2 separate regions of the Mus musculus genome follow, and region 1 is linked to region 2. A link is a contact called in public promoter capture Hi-C data. All regions are on one chromosome and are shown on one strand. The core of a region is the stretch at or near the end of the contact, and the rest is flanking DNA. Distances in the headings are between cores, read along the strand shown. Region 1 holds the start of Ccdc186 (coiled-coil domain containing 186). Region 2 overlaps Vti1a (vesicle transport through interaction with t-SNAREs 1A).

The links. Promoter capture Hi-C pulls out the DNA fragments that hold promoters and counts their contacts.
Region 1: a contact with region 2 is called in a promoter capture Hi-C map of pre-B cells, with 2.9 times the contacts expected there. The contact joins the promoter of Ccdc186 here to the enhancer-like site in region 2. A contact is called at or near these places in 5 of 39 promoter capture datasets (the C10 cell line, hippocampal neurons, liver and 1 more) and 1 of 115 datasets of contacts at active chromatin or transcription factors (extraembryonic endoderm stem cells).

Annotation. Positions count from the first base shown.
Region 1 is chr19:56,816,937-56,823,545 of GRCm38.p6, forward strand. Ccdc186 (coiled-coil domain containing 186) reads right to left here and starts at 5,263. Exons shown (of 16, transcript NM_170757.2): 1 at 5,052-5,263.
Region 2 is chr19:55,543,315-55,550,613 of GRCm38.p6, forward strand. The region is part of intron 7 of Vti1a (vesicle transport through interaction with t-SNAREs 1A); the gene reads left to right. Among named protein-coding and RNA genes, the nearest start is that of Gm41871, 150 kb to the right of the region's middle. Within about 2 kb of position 2,402, at least 87 of the 459 cell types and tissues checked have an H3K27ac peak or open chromatin away from gene starts, as enhancers often do. A contact at or near this core is called in pre-B cells, where this site is marked.

The DNA.
Region 1 (6,609 bases), core at 4,013-6,512, 1.3 Mb after region 2:
GCCCGCCCCCCCCCCTCCTTTTTTCCTATTTTCTTTTAATGAAATCACTACGATTCCTGAGTAAAGCAGTTATATAAGTTTCCAAACCTGATCTCTGCCCACATTCAGAAAGTGCTGCTGCTCTACTGCAATGTCTTGCTCCACCAAGTCACCCACTGCGCACACTGTCCATGGATTGCCCCGTTTTTCCTTTCAGTCTACCCAGAGACTGATTACGTTTGAGGACTTAATGCCCTATCTTTCTTCAAACCATCCCTACTACAAACACAAGAGCAACCTGTACAGTGGAACACACTGCCTACACTCATGGAGAAGATACGGCCTTTCTTGACCCTTCTGAAGAGACAGCCACCTTTTAAATGACTGCAAGAAAATTTACTCAGAATTGAAACTTCTGTAAGATCAAACAAGAACAGTAATAAACAGATAAACCTAGCAAATGCACTCTGCACAACATTTACTACCGTCTTTGCAAATACTCCTCAGTGCTTCACAAAGACAGAGGAACCCACTGGCTCTCTGAAATGATGTGGGGTGGACAGCATTTAGTGGGCAGGCTGTAGGGAGACTTCTAGTGTACAGACAGGGCAGAACAACAAACCTGTCTTACAGTCTACAGGAGCTTCATCTAGGTAACAAATCCAAACAAAACAAGCTATTTACCCAAGCTTAGAATTTGTTTTGTGTGTCTGATCAATTAAAGACTAAATCTAAAAGACAAGAAACTTACACAGTGTCTCTCAGTAAGTCATGACCTGTAAAAGGGTCATTATACAAACTGGCATCTGAGAACCATTACAACTGCACATTTGTTTGTTGATGTCCCAGTGAATACTGACAGGAGACCAGAGGAAAACATGTTACAGAGGACCTGTGCTTGCATATGTAGCAAGGCAACACCAAGGAGTATGTAAGAACTGTGCAAACAGAAACCAATCGACCTCATGAGAAGCTCATCTGTCCACCACTAACTAGGCGACAGGAACGTCAGCCGAGTTCCCTACAGGCATCCCCAGTTAGCGACGCTCATGTACAGCAATTTGGATACTGTCCAAGAATTTGGGTTTTTTTTAGAAGGAATGCTGTCGTGAAAATTATGGAAGATTAAACAGCCTACTACCAGTAAGCTACAAAAGGAGGAAACAGGAAACGTAGGGAAGAGCTGCAAGCCTGCCTCAAGTGCTGGTACAGACCAACCTCAGTCAGAGACACACACAGATACACACAGTAAGTGTGCTCACTGATTACGACATGCACTGCTATTCTGACTTTGTAATAACTGTTGCTTCTGAGGAAAAACACCTGTAATCACAAAATTCCTCCCAATCCCTCGCTGTCCCCATAGTCCTTCTGTCGCTGACACAGCAGTACAGGCCTGTGGCAGTGGGAACTGGGCGATCTGACTGCAGTGCAGCAGCTGCAGCCATCCAGCAAAAAGGCGCCATGCCAAGCACTATCCCAGAGCCTCTTGCATTCTTTAATGAACACACTCGGATTTCTAGAAAGTTATTCCACACAAAACTACATAACTGAAAACACTAACAGCTTTCAGTACTATTTCTGGTTTCCCATAATTAGTCTATAAGAACAAAACCGTAGGCTGGCTCACAAAACTATAAATAGAAACTGAATTCAATCTACAGATAATTGGTAACAAGTCATCAAATGAGCATCATGCAGAGGAACCAACTCAAAAATAAAGTCCCAAGTGTTCACCTGCCAAACATGCACAGGGCAGCTTTTCCATATGGACGCTGTTGTAGGCATTGGAACATGGTGCAAAATAAAACAGGCACCCTCAGGTGCAGGCCTCAGGTACAGTCTGACTAATACTGAGCCTGTTAAATCTTTGTTTTGCTGCTGTGAAATGCTGAGACCACAGATCAGAATCCTTCCCACTGTAGCAGTATAAAGCAAACCAACATTTCAGGATAAAGGCTTGGCTTTAAATCCAGTTGAATAATCTTAGTTCAAATATTTTTTATAATTTTTAGATTTTGCACCACTCCGCCGCCCCCCAATAATTCTAGCTGTAGACCCACCCTTCTCTAGTATGCATTGACATATGCAACCGAGGCTTGGGAGATCACTTATTTAAGTCAATAAAATGGTTTCCTGTCCTTTGTAAGAAAATATAAATACTTTAAGACAGTCTTTGCATATTTCCCAAGGGGTTTGAAAGTAGCATAACTAAAGTCACTTCCTTTCCTTTCCTATCAGCTCTAGCAAAATTCTGGCCCGTCATCTCAAGTCAAAAGTAAAAAATCAAAAAGCATCCAATCAGTATCTCCTCATAATCCCTAAATAGTAAATGCTGACACACTTTGCTAGATTAAGCTTTTAAACTAAAATAACAAAGCAGAGAAACAGAAGAGAAGCTGTGTAAGAAATACTAGTCAGTCACATTTCCCGGATGCAAAGAGCCGGGACTGGGGTTTCACAGAAGGCAAGCTTGCCTAGACCCAGTCTTACTTTAAGAGGAGAAAGCTAAGACTGTTGTTTCAAAGATCTCTAGAACTGGTTCTCCAAGAAGGAAGACTTCAGAGTCAGCATCAAGCCCAACTACAGTTTGAATGTACTAAGTTGCCTCAGCTCTCTAACGGTCACACAGACGGCACACAGCCCACAGCTGCTCCTGTCTTCTTGAGTTTCCCCTACTGTATCTTCAGTGAGACACTGGATAGCTGATATCTTGCAGCAGTAACACTCTCACCTCTGAAACAGGCAACCATGGTTTGGGTACTTTAGACTCTAAAATGGCTTTTAAAGTATTGAGGCATAACATTAATACAGAACTCTACCTTGAAGCGACTTGTACAGAATGTATCAACTGCAATAAAGTCTGAGAAAAACGTAAGTACTTTTATTTAACCGTTCTTTCAAAAAAATCTGAAAATGGGGCTGGAGAGATGGCTCAGCGGTTAAGAGCACTGACTGCTCTTGCAGAGATCCTGAGTTCAGTTCCCAGCAACCACATGGTGGCTCACAACCATCTATAATGGGATCTGATGCCCTCTTCTGGTGTGTCTGAAGACAGTGACAGTCTACTGATATATATATAAAATAAATCTTTAAAAAAAATATGAAAACCAAATATCAGAAAAATGAATTCAATTAAATAGAATTTCTACATTTACTAAAAGAGTTGTACTTATGCCTGAATTTGGTTAATTTGGTAAGATTTAAGTTTTATTAAAAACAACACCTATTTAGTACTTACTACATAAGCCTACAATGAATGACCAGCTCAAGCTTTAAGAAATACACTCATGACAGTTACCATTATCCTAGAGTTTGCTTCCACTACGCTCAAGACAGTTGGCAGTATCCTAGAGTTTGCTTCTGCTCTTGGTGTCTACTGCCCCTTTACCTAATAGTTTACTTCTTGGATGCAAACTCTCCATTAAGCAAGTTCAAATAAGTTTGAAATGGTGTAAGATTACAGGAGCATTTGTAGGTCTAAATTATCTATCCTGTTGCTGCTTTTAAAATAAATACTAAATAAAACTATTGTAAATGAAGTGATGTTTATGAGAAAAATCAAAACCTGACCTTAGTCATTTAAAGACAAAAAAAATAAAAGAAAAATTTTAGTTTTATTATTAAAAACAAACAAACAAACAAAGCAGAATTTGAAGTTGAATATTCTTTCTTTACAGTGAGTTGAATGACTTTTGTAAACCAGGGTAGATGCTGTCAAACGGAAAGACAGTTTTCTCAGTGAGGCTGCCTGGGCTCCCAACCATCACAGCTTCCTCAGAGAGCTGGGCTGAGTGTTCTGTTCATCACAGTCACTTTCAGGACTGAACACACTAAGGAATCAGCAGCAGCCATGCTGCCGCACTGCACAGCATCAAAGAATAAGTCTTTGGTTCCTGTGTGAAGGAACTAAAGGTTTATGAGTGCCCCTTCTTCTACCACTCAGGATTTCAGTCTGGAAAAAAAAAAAAAAATCAGACTGGGAAATGTCACCCTTACTCCATGGAACCTGTTCTCAATCAAACACCTTAAGTTTCTATTGTTTTAAATTAGAAAAGGCCTTCAAAAAAACTAAACACAGTCCCTGTGTCTTCTGGTAGCCTTCCAAAGTCATACTTACCTATTACCCTGTACAAAGGAGAAGGAAGGCCTTGGTGCAACAGTACAAGATTATGGCCTGCCCAAAATCTGCACATGGGAACATGGGAAGACCAAAAAGGAACCATAAAAGAAGTAGGCCAATCATTACTGTTGTTTCATTTGTGTAACCATTAATTAACGAAGAGCTAAAAAGTAGCTGCACACGGTGGACTTGATACACAAGACGCATCCGTTTCAGTATCACTTGTCTCTGGGTCCTTAATCTCCTTCACAATTAAGTGCACAAAGGCCACATCCACGCTAATAAACCTAACACTTAACAGACCGATTTTCCTTGGGATGGCTGGCTACACGTGCACTTTGAAACACTGTCATAACTGATTTGTTTCATCTTTTCCTCAGACAAGCACCCTGTGTACCACTTCAGAAGAAAGGAAAAGGCTGGGACATCAAAGGACCGTGCGTGACACTGGGTCTGAGACATCTTTTCTGGTTCGCTGTCATATTTTTTTACTGTAGTCTTTTCTGACTCTAACCCAGGTGTTCTGCGTACAAACCCGAGTCTCCTCTCTAAATAACAATCAAGATGTGAATATTGTAACAAGTTACGAATTGTTGGCAGCTGAGCCATCATTCTCCCCGCGCGCTGTTTCCCTGGGATTGCTACTTTGAGGATAGGTAGAAGGGGAGAGAGAAATCTGAAATGGTTTCCCTACCAAGGTGAAAATATATGAAAATACATCGGGATCTTTGGAAAAGCCGAACGCTGCGGACCGCGTCCCCGGAGATACCGCGCTGGTGCGGCGGGGGAGCGGCCGCGCCTCCGGGCACAGCCCCCCGAGGGCCCCGCCAGCCCCGTCACGTCCACGCGCGGAGTTGCGTACAGCCCGGGGCTACCACCCCGTCACGTCCACGCGCGCAGACCAGCGCTCCCCGAGCGCGCCCGTCCCGGACGCCCCTCGGCCACTCACCGTCCGTCGTCCAGCCCCGGGCCGCACCCTAGCGAGGCCGATGGAGCTCCGGCTCCAGGGCCGACGAACCCATGGCGGCGTGTAGCCGACGCGGAGTGGGTGAGGAAGTCACGCGCGGAGACCACTGCAGATCCCGGGCTCTCAGCGGAGGTTTTCCCCCAAAACCCCTGCGGAGCTGACACATCAACAAAGATGGCGGCGACGCCTAAGCCGGCGCGGCTACAGCTGAGGGGGCGGGGCTCCCTGAACGAGCCAATCAGCGCGGCGCGGACCGCGTGACGTTAAGCACCTGGAGGCGGGCGTGGTTTTCGAGGCGCCGCCTCCAGTCCTCGCGGTTTCTAGAGGCCCCGCCCAGCATCTCCGTGCCACCTCCACTTAAGCCCAAGGAGGCTGTAGCAGGCTGTTGTTGTCCGGTTGGGCCACTCTTTCCCTTTCCCGTCCCAAGCCGGTGCTTTCTATCGGAAGGAAGTTGCCATCTTTTTTTCTTCACCCTTTGGCCGGTCATCTAATGAGTCAGTGGCATAAAGTAATAAAAGAGAACTAGAGATTGTGGCTTCCCGGTTCTGATGGTGCAAACTTTGCGCTGCCTGTGGGTGAGCCAAGTCCGCAGGAGCAGCTGACTTGGGCATGCGAGCTTCATCTCTGGGAGAGAGCTCTGCAGGGTTTCCATAATAATAATTGACCTGGGATCTCCAAGTGGCACCGAGTGCCATTGTTTACTAGTAAGCTTGTTAGTGTGCTCCACGCAGAGGACCTAAGCCTGCCTGGGCTGCGTAACCCATCCGGTTGCATGGTTGCACGCAGGTTGTATATTATAGTGACTAAGCCCAGTTGGAGGAGGTAGGGAAGGTGAGCAGTTTTAGTCTGGAGGTTTTGCAAACCACCTCTGTCCGGAGAAAAGATGTGTTAAAGTTCTGGGCCGTGTAGACAGTTGTAAGTGAAAATAGTTAAGACTCGTCTTCAGTGGCAAGTTTGTAAATCCAAGCATATTACTGTTAAATTACTTTCATAATTGCTGAGGAGGAAAATCTTCAATGTGGTATATTACTAACCCTCTGTCTTTTTTTAATCAGAAAATGACAACTCCCTCCTCAAATTATGGTAATGTATTACAGTACGTTTTACAATTAAGGTGCGGTGGTGACTTGAATAGACTCATGTATTTGAATGCTTGGCCCATAGGAAGTGGCACTATTAGGAGGTGTAGCCTTGTTGGACAGGGTATGTCATTGTGGAGGAAGGCTTTGAGCTCTCATATAAATGCTTGAGCTACACCCAGTGTGAGACATATTCGGTCTCCTCCTTGCTGCCTTCCAATCAAGAGGTAGAGCTCTCTGCTCTTTGTCTCTAACCCTAACCCTCAACCCCCTGCACACTGCTGTGCGTCCCAGCGTGATAATAATGGACTAAACCTCTGAACCTGTAAAACCAGCCTTGATTAAATGTTGTCTTTTATAAGAGTTGCCTTGGTGTGAAGAGTGTCAATTCACAGAAATGAGACCCTAACTATGGGTTGAGCCGGGAGTAGTGGCTTACAATGGTTATCCAGGCATTTGGG
Region 2 (7,299 bases), core at 1,152-3,651:
GTGTTGAATGCAGCCATCGTAATGATGGTGCCCTCTCACAAAGCTAAGCAAGCAGGAATAATGCTAAAATGAGGGACAGCCATTTATTTACTGTACTTGGCATTGTTCACTCTAATAATGCGTTTCAACACAGTAGAACTGCTAGATAATGCGGCTGTGGCTTTTATGCCCGTCATTGTTATTTAAATGAACAGTCGACTGCACTGTAATGAAGAAATGCATGCATTTCCCCAACTCACTTATCAACCAGGATTCCAGGAAAATGAGAATTTGTGTCTGTCTTCATTCACAGAGCAAACTGGAGGTCACTGTTTTCAATGTGAACCTTTTTTTTTTAGCTTTTCAACACTGAATAATTAGGAGTCGCTGCTTCTGAAATTACCTGTATTCACTAGAGAGAAGAAAGACTTTTATCTTCACGATGAAATACATGCTCTCATTCAGACTTGGCCATTCTTTCTCCTAATAGCATTTTACACCGTCGAGTCAATCCTAGGTAGTAAAATAAAAGAATGTCATTTCCAGAGCCACAATAGCCTTGTTTATTATTTACCTCCCTAAAATTCAGCTGCTCCTGAAAAATAATATAAATGTAAAAATGGGTTTAAAGCAATCGAACATATAAAGCAATTATCCACATAAGATGCCATTATAGACACACACATGTACTCGGCACTCTGATTTAAATTTAATTGATCCTTGAGTCTTATAGTTTAATGACTGTGTGCCTCTATTGAGTTTTTAATAGCTTTTATTGAGATATGATTTGCATACCACATACCCACCCATTTAGATGTATAGTTCCCTGGCTCTTAGCATATTTGCTTAGTCAGACAACCACCACCACCAAAGTCAATTCTGAAATATTTTCATCACCCTTAAAAGAAAATATTCCTTGTCCCTCCCATCTCCTGACAATGGCCCATCTTCCTCTGTCTCTATAGGTTTGACTGTTTTGGTCATTTCACATGCACAGAGTCAAACATCATGGGCCGTTTTGTGTCTCCCTTCTTTCACTTAGCATAATGAATTCAAGGGCCATCCATGGTGAGGCGTGTGTTAATACCAAGTGTCTTTTGGTTGGCCAGTAGCCTTCTCCTATACTGTGCATGTGCGTATATACATACTTTACCAGTATACTCACAAGCTTTATTCATCTGCTTATCTGCCAAGATGTGAACTTCTGGGTTGTCTCCGCCTGTTGCCTATAATGAATAATGTTGTTGAAAAGCTTTTCTTGTGAATGTATGTTTGCATTTCCCCTTTCTGTGTACCTAAGAATAGAATCCTAAGTGATAACGGTACCTCCTCTGCTTGACTTTTGAGGAAATGCCAGCTGTGTGCTGAGGGGAGTGTTGTGGTTCACGGCCCAGCAGCTGTGTGTTGGGCTCTGACTTCCTGACTTCCTTCCCACCACTTGTTATTGTCTGTCTTTCTGTTAGGGTTGCTTGGCACAGATGGGGAAGCCTCGTGGTTTGCTCTGGCATTCTCCAATGGCTAAATGATGGCAAGCATCTTCTCTTGTGTTTGCTGCCATTTGTATTTCTCCTTTGGAGATGTATCCGTTTCTCTGAGTTTTTACAAATTCTGTTCCCTGACCTCAGGAATGTAGTTACAGAACCAAGTTGGACACAGATGCACCCCTCACAGGGAGGGACTTTCAAATGAGTACACAGACTAAAGATGTTATTTTTACAGTAGAAGCTTTTGGGAATTACAGAATAACCAAATTGTTCCCAGGAATCAATTTACTTCTAAAACTTTATTTTGCCAATTTTGTTAGTAAAACGGTTACTAGTGGTCTGGAATCACACACGGTTGAAGATTGGCTTATCTGGCCAAACACAAGGACATATACCTGTAATGCCAGCAGCTGGGCCACAGAGACAGGAAGGTTACGCACTGAGAGGCAGGCAGCCTGGGCAGCACAATGAGGCTGAGACCAGAGAGCCTACGTACAGAAAGACAGGAAAGCCTAAGAGGAGGTGTACGTGGGTCCCATGCAGAACTGACGCTGACTGGAACGCTGTCTCCATGTAGGTGAAGCCCACTGTTTTAGAAGACAATGTAGACTTTTCAAAGAGATTTTCACTAATTTTTTAAAAACCACACTGGTTAAAATACCCTTCAGTCAAATGAACAAAATATCCTGCTGGGAGCTTGACGCGTGTTGTTTTGTTTTAATAGATACCATGTAAAATATCCTGCTTCTCTCCTCGTGTGTATGGGAACCTGGGGTAAGCAAATCTGACCAAGGCCGCCTACGTAGTGAACAGAAGACTCTAGACCAGGCCTTGTTCTGGGACTGCTACTCTTTATCTTTCCTGGTCACAAGTCAGCAGGTGGTATCTGCACACCGTTCGGTCTTGCAACAGTGCTGGAATTCACTGGCTTGCTGAAGCAAGAGGCAGATAGAGGGCGCTGTGGAGCTCTCGTGAACAGTGTTCACTTCTAGCTTAGCAGCTGAATGAGCCTAGCTTCCGCAGACAAGGCTAACACAGGATTGAACTGGCCAAAAAGCTGCTCAAACAGAAATATTGTACCTTAAAGTACTACTAAAGCATCAACTTGTTTGAACAGTGCTTGGCCGTTGTAAAGCACTTGACTTACACTTTTAATTCGCTGTTCACAAGTATGTTTTGTACTGTGCTTGGCCGTCGTAAAGCACTTGACTTACACTTTTAATTCACTGTTCACAAGAACACCAGTTTTCCGTTGTCTTTGTGTTTATGCAGTTTTTATAACCATGATGAAAGTCAGGCCTAAGGGACTTTAGTTGTCATGCCGGAAAGTCTGGGCCAGGGCTTCAGCTCAAATCTACGTCGCTTGGCTCCTGTACCGTCCTGTGTGTACAGTGGTGTTCCCTGTCCCACTTTAATAGAGTACCGAGGGGCACTCGTCGAGAAGAAGGGAGGCTTCTGCTGCTCAGCCAAATCACTGAGCTGTGAACAGTAGAGGTTAGAGGGAGGCTGCTTCGTGGCCAACATAACAGACACTGGATCTGCCCAGCAATGAAATGTGTTGTCCTGTGAAGGAATGAGGTCCCTCGTGGTTGGACAGCTCACTGAGAGGATGCTCGTGGAGGGCTTCATGTGTGAGTGTGTGTGTGTGTGTCAGTGTGAGGATATATGTGAGAGCATATGTGTGTGAGAGAGTGTTTGTGTATGTATATATGTAAGAGCGTGTATACATGTGTGAGCGTATATGAGCATGTGTATTTGTGTTTGTGAGTGAGTATATATGTGTGTCAGTATGTGTATGAATGTAAGAGCGTGTATGTGTGAGCATGTATAAACATGTGTATTTGTGTGTAAGTAAGCATGTATGAGCATGTATGTCTGTAACTGAGCATGTGTGAGCGTGTGTGTATGTGTGTGTGAGTGTGAGCATGTATAAACATGTGTATTTGTGTGTAAGTAAGCATGTATGAGCATGTATGTCTGTAACTGAGCATGTATGAGCGTGTGTGTGAGAGTGTGAGCATGTATAAACATGTGTAGTTGTGTGTAAGTAAGCATGTATGAGCATGTATGTTCGTAACTGAGCATGTGTGAGCAGATGAGAGTGTGTGTGTGTGTGTGTGTGTTTGTGTGTGTGTGTGTGTTAGGTAGCATGTCAGATCCCTTTTAATTATGACATCGGGCATCTGTCCCTGCTGAGAACATGGGGTAGCTGCTTCTTTATCCTTGTTGAGGAAAGGCTTGGTCTTTATCCTGCACAGTTAACAGTGTGGGGCTTTCTGCTTGAAAGTGTAGCAAGGGTATCGGCCTTCATTGCTGGTCTCCGTGGAGATCCAAAAGCAGTTTCCATCTATGTTAACACATGTTTTTGTACAAGGGTCTCATGTTCACATAAGTTTGATGGGAATCCTACAAGGTGCCATGTCTTTTTACAGAAATGCCAGGTTTTCTTTTATTCTTATGGAGTCTTTCTGAAACATGTGTCAGGTTAGCCCAGTAGCCCTCAGCTCTGGCTATTGGCAAAAATCATCAGAGGCTTCAAAAACTATAGATGCTAATAAATATTCACTCAGTGTTCTAAGAGCATACACTGGGAAAAGGACTGTCTCTTTAGCAAATGTTTCTGAGGAAAATTGGGTATCCACATGCAGAAGAATAAAACTAGACCATGTCTTTCATCATCAACTGAGAAGGAGTAATATACAAAGCCATGAAACATTAGAAGAAAATAGAGGAGAACCGCTCAGTGTTGTTGGGCTATGCAAAGATTTACCATCTACGACCCCAAATCACGGAAAGCAAAAGCAAACATAGACAGACAGATGGATTACAACATAGACAGACAGACAGATGGATGACATAAAGCAAAGACACTTCTCCACAGCCAGGTGAATAATCAGCACTGCGAAGTGAGGGGAGGGTGGTGGCTGAAGAGATGACTCAACAGTTAGAGCACTGGCAGCTTCTCAGAGGACCCACAACATGGCAGCTCACAACTGTGTGTGTCCTCAGTTCGGGGAATCCGCCCACACCTCTCCTAGCCTCCTCAGCCCCCAAGCATGCATGCGGCGCACATGCATACATACATACATACATACATACATACATACATAAAAAGAGTCTTAAAAATTAGAAGGCTTTGTCTTGCAGAAGTTAAGAGTAGGTTGTCAGTTACGAGAAGCCAGGAGGCAAAGGAGAGGGAGCAATGGGGAAAACAGGCCAATGAGAATCAAGTGGCAAGTAGATGAGAGAAGAAATCCTGTTCCAGAGTAGTGCTGGGTAAAGCCAAAACATAGTCCGGCCCGTATGGGACACCAGCGGAATCCTGCCTGACTGAAAACTAAGCCCTCAGCAACAGTGGCTGCTTGCTTCCCTGGTGTTCAAAGGTTTATAGTGAACTGAATTCTTTGAATGCATGGCATTGAGTGGGGCAGGACCACAACCGAGTCCGGAGCTTGGCCACCTGAAGTTGCATCCGGCGTTTCGTTCTGTGGTAAGATTGGGCCATAGATTGCCTTGGGTGCCTGGACTGAAATCTTATGCTGGCTTTCTAATTAGTAACTAAGAAGGCATGCACTGTGTGTTCATGTGACAGGGTGACTTCCTCAATGCCCAGGACAGTCTCAAGGTCAGATGGGCCACCTTGCTCCATGACTTGACCCGTGTCTCCCAAAGCACGGTTGCCATTGATTAGGAAGCAGTGACTAATTGTGCAAAAGGTAAACCTGGTCTGAATGTGTGGGCCGAGCTAAGTGAAAGCTAAAGAGCACAGTTAGGCAGGCGTGCTCTCTGTGGAGCTGTCGGCTGATGAAGGAGTGAGAAGATGCTCCTGTAAGCGTTGAGAGTACAGCAGTAACCGAGAAGCCCTGGCTCACAGCAGCTGGGGACAGTGTGCCCATCACATGGATACCGCAGCTGGTTTTAGCCAGAGCTTGTCTCGAGACAGCCTCTGACTGGGGTTGTGGAAGCCTGAATACTGTTCCTAGCAGGAGCTGACAGGACTACAGATCTGAGTGATGACGTAAGAACTTTCATGAGACACTCCCTGCCCTCTTCCCCAGCGAGTGAGCCTTTGTGGTTCACTGCTGCAACCCTGCGTGTTTCAGCACCGCACACGGTCCCTGTGGTAATAGCTGTTTGCTAGTTGTGGTCACTTAATTGAAAAAAACTGGCGTGAGGATATTAAACGTCCCACTAAGCCGTTTTTTTGTGTGTGTCAAGTATGATGACATTGCTGTGGCCCAACTCCCTCAAAGGCCAAGCTGATTACAGTTCTAAACAGCCATAGTAAAGCAAAAAGCTAGGGGCGGAGGAAGGAGGTGTGGCTCAGAAAGACACTGGCCCTCTGCCGTCTGAGGATCCTGACCGCGCATACTGTCAACCATACATCCTAGATTGGGAAAAGGGGTGGTTCTGCTGGTCCTCGTTTGGGGTTTTCTCTGAGGACAAGGTTAAAGAGAACAGTGGCCCATTGGTTAGATCAGGCTTGCCTGTTGCAGGCAGATTCTGGAAGCTTCCATTCCTTTCCTCCTGTCATTCCCTGGATACCTAACCTGTCCTGAAGTAGAGGAGGTGGTGACATTGAGTTCTCTTGTGTGATGGACTTCCTGACCAGATCAATAAGGGCTGCGGTTTCGTTACTTGCCTATTGCTTTCCTTGTTTCTCTCTCTCTCTCTCTCTCTCTCTCTCTCTCTCTCTCTCTCTCTCTCTCTCTTCTTGTAAATCTTTATTTCAGAAATGTGTACGTGAGGAGGCAGGAAATCATGTAGGGATCCCACCCCTCATGCCCCGTGTCCCTGATATGGTCATTCAGGATTGAGTTTGGCTCCGTTTGGGTTTTTGTGACAGGATCTGGCTGCGCACCTCAGACTGGCTTTCAGCCTCATGGTCCTGCTCTTTGTCTCCAAGTGTTGGGTTAGGGTTAGGGTTAGGGTTGTTTTACCATCCCCTCCCCTCCCCTCCCCTCTTCCTTCCTTCCTTCCTTCCTTCCTTCCTTCCTTCCTTCCTTCCTTCCTTCCTTCCTTCTGTCCTTCCTTCCTTCTGTCCTTCCTTCCTTCCTTCCTTCCTTCCTTCCTTCCTTCCTTCCTTCCTTCCTTCCTTTCGTTTCTTTGCTTCTCTGGGACATTACCTACAGCTGTTTTAGTGTGGCCCTGCAGCACAGGTGGCTTAACTGCTTAAGAACTGACACACAGTGCCCCATTCACACCTAACAGCTTTAATATTAATTGCACAATCTCTTTCAAAATTGTCCACATCAGGCAGTTTAGATCAAGACCTGAGCGATGCATGCCCATCACATCTAGCTGACACTCCCCAAGAGCTTGGTAGTGTGTGAGGGCCCTCCTCTTCCTCCTTTGCAGTCACTTGTTGGATGAATGGGACTAAAGCTCTGTAAAATTCCCACACTGTCGGTTTGGCCTATGGCGTCTCTGTGGTGAGTGCTCTTTAACACGTTCCTCTCTCCTCTGTGCTCTGTAAGCGAATAGTGCACACTACAGAGTTAATGAAGCACAGGTTTTATCACTCCAGGAGACACCTGGTATTCGGTTGCATCATTCTTATTGATTTCAAGATTAATCCATGGGCTTGATTATACACATTGACCTGGTCTACAGTGACGACCTCTGTCAGCCTCTAAGTGAATGGCTTTAAGCAACCATTCTTGGTGATGTCTGCACAGGTTAAGGGTTACAAAGATGATAGGCTTGGCTTCTCTACTTGTTGGCTGCTATTCTTCTTTATCAAAGAGCAGATGAATCAACTTCTTGAGTCCTCTGCACCAGTGCCTCTCTGTTCACTTAATAGTCTTTAAAACAACATGTTAAACCAGCAATCTCT